Linked DNA regions of Ovis canadensis: region 1 is linked to region 2. The links are chromatin contacts, called in public Hi-C maps. All regions are on one chromosome and are shown on one strand. Each heading gives the region's core, a stretch centred on a gene start, on an enhancer-like site or on the middle of the called end of the contact. The rest is flanking DNA. Distances are from core to core; before and after follow the strand shown.

Region 1 (2,700 bases), core at 90-2,589, 75 kb before region 2:
AGTAGCTGACTCAGTGTTCCCATCTTGGAAAGGGGAGCGTGTGAGTAGGCTCCGGTTATCATGATGGACATTCCAGCGGATAACCTTCTGCCAAGCTGGCCCCTGAAGGACGTGCTCAGTATGTGGTTTCACAGGACAATTCAGCCGCTTCTCCTGGGACACAGCAAGGAGGAAAGACACCATGTAGGTGTGAACGGTGTGTGGTGCCCTGAGCTCCACCTGTTTCCCCAGCCCTTCCCCTCTCAAACTGCCCTGTCATTTCTCTCACCTCTGGGACCCGGACACGTGTCAGCAGGACTTCATGCAGTCCTGTGATGTGTGGAAGCTGTTCTGATTCCCCAAACAGTCACCATATATAAAGGTCTCCAGTGTCCAGCCTTGGTGTTGCAGAAACACCCAATCTTCCAGTCCTTGCAGGGACTCATGACAGAAGACCATCTGAGAAGCCTCTGGAATTGCAGAGGCAGCGGGTCAGATATGAGGATAGTCATCACAGCTCGGCCTACAAGGTCAACAACTGAAGCCACCAGTCGGTTTGCAGTAGAGAATGTTAGGGTGGTGGGGCTGGTCAGGTTGAAAAGCCACTTGACAATCTGCTTCCTGGGACCTTATTTTCATATTGCTAGTTGTGACCATGATGTGGCAATTGTGTACAAATTTATATCTCCTTCATGAAGTATTCTAAGATTAATTGGTATGATTCCTTTGATTAGCTTCAAAACACTCTGCCAAAAAACACGCAGTACGACACAGGTAAAAAGTATTCACCACATGTCAGTAATTATTCAGCTGGGTACACTATATTGATACTGTGATTTATAATAAGAAATATTGTATTTGTTTTCCATCCATTTCCTGGAAGAGTTCCTAAACCTTGGTACTTCTTTCATATACATATTTTTTTTCTGGTAAAATCCCAATAGTGAGATATTTAAAAAATAAAAGTATACAGCACAATAAAATCTTCATCTTGATGCTAGTGAAACCCTTTGACTCTGAACAATCACCAATGGCTAATGATTGAATGTATCGTGAGTGGGTAAAGACACTTCCATAAAAAGCTCAAAGAGAAGACATTCATGTCTCCAAAGAACTGACATCGATCCAGAAAACAACATAGGTACAAGCTCCATCCTGACTCACCTGGACCAACATAGGTACAGGCTCCATCCTGACTCACCTGGACCACAGCAGCCTGCTCACTGGACCTCTGTCTCTCTCCTTCGCCCTCTAGAGGGCAGCCTAAACTGCAGTCTCGAAGATCCCAGTTCTATCCCGTGGCTCCCATTACCAAATCCTCATGACTCCCCATCGTTCTGAGTCAAATTCTGACTCAGTAAGTTTCACAAGCATAACTTGTCCCCGTGGCCTCTCTGCCTCATTCCCTTCCACTGCCCTCCATTCCACTCACTCGGCCCCAACAGCCACGGTCCTGACTGCTATTCAAACACACCAGGCACTTGGACCAAAGCCTCCACTCAAACCTCTCCTTTTCACAGTTTCTCTGACCTTTACAGAAAGAGCACAACATCCTTTCTCCCCACCACTCTCTACCTTCAAAAAACTCATAACTTACCATAGGGTTTCCCCCCTTCTTTGCTATTATCTATCTCCCTCAAAGAAGGCAAGATATTTTGCCCCATTTTGGCTACTGAGAACACTGCTTTGCAGGGACTTAATAAATGCAAATAGATTTAAGGGATTAAATAAATGCAATAAGTGCAAATAGATTTAAGGGATTAGATCTGATAGAGTACCTGAAGAAATACGGACAGAAGCTTGTGATATTATACAGGAGGCAGTGATCAAGACCATCCCCAAGAAAAAGAAATGCAAAAAGGCAAAGTGGTTGTTTGGGAAGACCTTACAAATATCTGAGAAAAGAAGAGAAGCTAAAGGCAAAGGAGAAAAGGAAAGATATAACCATTTGAATGCAGGGTTTCAAAGAATAGCAAGGAGAGATAAGAAAGCCACCCTCAGTGATCAATGCAAAGAAATAGAGGAAAACAGTATAATGGGAAAGACTAGAAATCTCTTCAAGAAAATTAGAGATACCAAGGGAACATTTCATGCAAAAATGGGCACAATAAAGGACAGAAATGGTATGGACCTAGCAGAAGCAGAAGATATTAAGAAGAGGTGGCAAGAATATACAGAAGTATTATACAAAAAAGATCTTCATGACCCAGATTACAATGATGGGGTGATCACTCCCCTAGAGCCAGACATCCTGGAGTGTGAAGTCAAGTGGGCCTTAGGAAGCATTACTACGAACAAAGCTAGTAGAGGTGAAGGTGAAGTCGCTCAGTCATGTCCGCCTCTTTGTGACCTCGTGGACTGTAACCTACTAGACTTTTTTGTCCATGGGATTCTCCAGGCAAGAATACTGGAGTGGATTGCCATTTCCTTCTCCAGGGTATCTTCCCGAACCAGGGATCAAACCCGGGTCTCCTGCATTGGAGGCAGACGCTTTAACCGCTGAGCCACCAGGAAGTGAAGGTGATCAAAATATAATTGAGCTATTTCAGATCCTAAAAGGTGACGCTGTTAAAATGCTGCACTCAGTATGCCAGCAAATTTGGAAAACTCAGCAGTGGCCACGGAACTGGAAAAGGTCAGTTTTCATTTCAATACAAAAGAAAGATAATACAAAACAATGTTCAAACTACCACACAGTTGCACTCATCTCACCTGCTAACA
Region 2 (2,854 bases), core at 222-2,721:
TGGTGGCTAAAGCACATGGAGGAAACGTTAATGTAACTGTCCTGTCTATAGCTGTTACAGGCAGATCTCATGGTATTTCACTTTCCTGCACTTCACAGAGAGTGAGGTTTTTACAAACTGAGGGTTTGCAGAAACCCTGTATTCAGCAAGTCCAACAGCATTTGCTCACTTCACGTCTCTGTGTCTCTTTTTGCTAATTTTCGCAATATTCCAAACCTTTTCACTATTCTACTTGTTACGGTGACTTGCGAGCCTTGATGTTACTCCTACAACTCACTGAAGGCTCAGATGATGATAAGGGTTTTTTATCAATTAAGTATTTTTAAATTAAGGTATGCACATTTTTCAGACATAATGCTATTATTGCACATTTAATAGACTACAGTATAGTGTAACTTTTATATACACTGGGAAACCAAAAGACTCTGGTAATTCACTTTATTGCAGTGGTCTGGAATTGAACCCGCCATATCTCTGAGGTATGCCTATACACTGTAAATAGCCACACATACCCAAAAAAGGCTGAGCAAATACATTCCCAGTATTTGAAAACAGTGGCAGTGAGCAAGTCGATCGGATCACTGAGAAATGAATTCCAAAATCTTCATTCCTCCACTTTTTCATTTTCTTCTTACTCTTTAGTATGAATGAAAACATCAACATTCATGTTGGAATGATACCTGTTCGTCTATTACAACCATAAGTGGACTATGGATGCAAGAGTTAGGCAAAACTTGAGAAAAGTATACTGTAAGAGTAAATTGGCCCTACGGGATTCACAATACGAGTATTTGTAGAATTTTATTATTTTCGATTTCTTTCAGTAAAATTTATGATAAACACACATTCACACACACATACACATACTTTATTTCAGACAGCCCATTATTGAATCTTTACAAGAACACATACTGTCTCTTCTCCACTAGAATGAAAGTTCCTTGATGGCAGAATTTTTTTTTATTCCAGCACTCAGAACACACCGGACACACAGCAGATGCACATGAGCGAACACGCATGACATGAATGAACAGACGAGCACAGGTGAGAACCAGGTTTCGCGGGCTGACTGCCAGACCTTATGTTTCCAGCTCCACCACTCTCCAGCTGTGTTGGCCTTGAGGAAATTATTTAATTTCTTTGAACCCTGATTTCTTCATTTAAAAAAGTGGGGGAGAATCTTCCTACCTTGCAGGGAAATAGTGACAGTGTGTGCCTCTGCCTGGCACCCACCAGGTATCTGCACAGACAGGAGTCACCTTCTCACCCTCCACCCCTGCCACACACATACTCCTTGGAGACCTGCCACTGTCACACATTTCAGTGATGTCACAGCCCCCCTCCCTGGGAGCACCAGCACAAGCATCCTGACGCCCAGCCTGAGTGTGGGCTGAGCTGGGGGCAGACAGGCGCAGGCAGGGCCAGGTACCAGTCTTGCGCCATCTGTCCAATATGTGCCACAGCTCCAGCATGCGTCCACTGACAAAGAAGAGGCCCAAGAATAAGGTGGTTTCCAAGGTTGGACTTGGGACTGGATCTAGTGGAGGTCTCAACAAAGCATCCAACCACGCCCAGGGTGGGGGTCTTTCTGCCTAGGGGGAGGGGGAGAGGTGAAGGGGGTCAAGAGAGTTATAACAGGCTCCCCATTTCCACCCCCAAACCAAGGTGACAAAAATCACAGTCTAGGGTTTATCAACCCGCCCAGTGGAGAGGCATTAACGGGCGTTCAGGGGGCTCATCCTGTGTTAGCATTTCCCCTCACCTGCTCTTTCCCTCTCTCTTGTCAGATGCAAGCTAAGGAACCACAGGACAAGATACATCAGCCTGTCAGCAAAGTAATCGCACGGAACCGACTTAAAATGGTGAGATGCCGCATTTGGGTGCCCACTAAAGAAAGCCTGAGCCCCCACACTATGCTGCTCAGGGCTGCCATGGGTGACCCGGAAGGAGTCAACCGGCCTCACCATGAGCTGAGCTGAGCCAAACTCCAGGTGGGGGTTGGGAGGCTATCCCAAGAAAGCTGAAGCTTCCAATTCTTTTTTTCTGTCTCTTCATCCCTAGCAGGTATTAAAACACTTGTCACTCTTGAAGCTGCTCAAAAGCTCGAACCCTCGGATCCAAGAACTGCATAACCTGGCCAGAAGGTGTTGGAATTCACTGCTCAGGGTTCCAAAGATCCTGGGGCTCTCCTCTGGGTGAGCTTGGCCCACCCATGGCCCCCATCATGGGCCCGATAGCCGTCTTTACTAGGAACAGGCACTGTGCTAGTTTAGAAACCCGCTTTTTGATAAGGCTCTGGAAGAAAGGGAGCCATTTAGTAGCCCTATTTTAGTGATGGAGAGTTGGGGCTCAAGAGATGCTGTAACTTGTTCCATTAACTGAACTGCTAAGTGGCAGAGCTAGGATTTGAAGCTGTTCCCAGCTGAAATCAGAGCTGCTGTCATAAGTATGGTCATAATCATCCAATCATGGGACTAACTACCATCTGGGGCTCTGAGCAAGCGGGCCCCCTTCCTGCCCCTCCCAATTCATCACCACCCACAGATTTACCCACAGACTAGTCATCCTGCTGAGGCCCAGCTCCCTCCCACTAAGAAAGCTGACATTTATAAGGCACCTGCTAAGGGCTTCCCTGATAGCTCAGTTGGTAAAGAATCCACCTGGGTTCAATCCCTGGGTTGGGAAGATCCCCTGGAGAAGGGAGAGGCTTCTCACTCCAGTATTCTGGCCTGGAGAATTCCATGGATTGGGTTGGGGAAATCCCCTGGAGAAGGGAAAGGCTACTCACTCCAGTATTCTTGTCTGGAGAATTCCCTGGACTGTATAGACCATAGGGTCACAGAGTCGGACACAA

What was found. A called contact is a pair of places that touch in the nucleus more often than the background predicts.
Region 1: a Hi-C map of fibroblasts shows a contact between it and region 2, with 3 times the contacts expected there. The contact joins the enhancer-like site here to the promoter of TP53TG5 in region 2. A contact is called at or near these places in 2 of 2 Hi-C or Micro-C datasets (fibroblasts and lung).

The regions. Positions count from the first base shown.
Region 1 is chr13:89,065,755-89,068,454 of ARS-UI_OviCan_v2, reverse strand. No RefSeq gene overlaps it. Among named protein-coding and RNA genes, the nearest start is that of PIGT, 48 kb to the right of the region's middle. Within about 2 kb of position 1,339, the one cell type or tissue checked has open chromatin away from gene starts, as enhancers often do. A contact at or near this core is called in fibroblasts, where this site is marked.
Region 2 is chr13:88,991,193-88,994,046 of ARS-UI_OviCan_v2, reverse strand. It overlaps TP53TG5 (TP53 target 5), which reads left to right and starts at 1,471. Exons shown (of 4, transcript XM_069547075.1): 1 at 1,471-1,518; 2 at 1,788-1,862; 3 at 2,065-2,195. The coding sequence starts at 1,471. All of the region lies in intron 2 of SYS1 (SYS1 golgi trafficking protein), which reads right to left.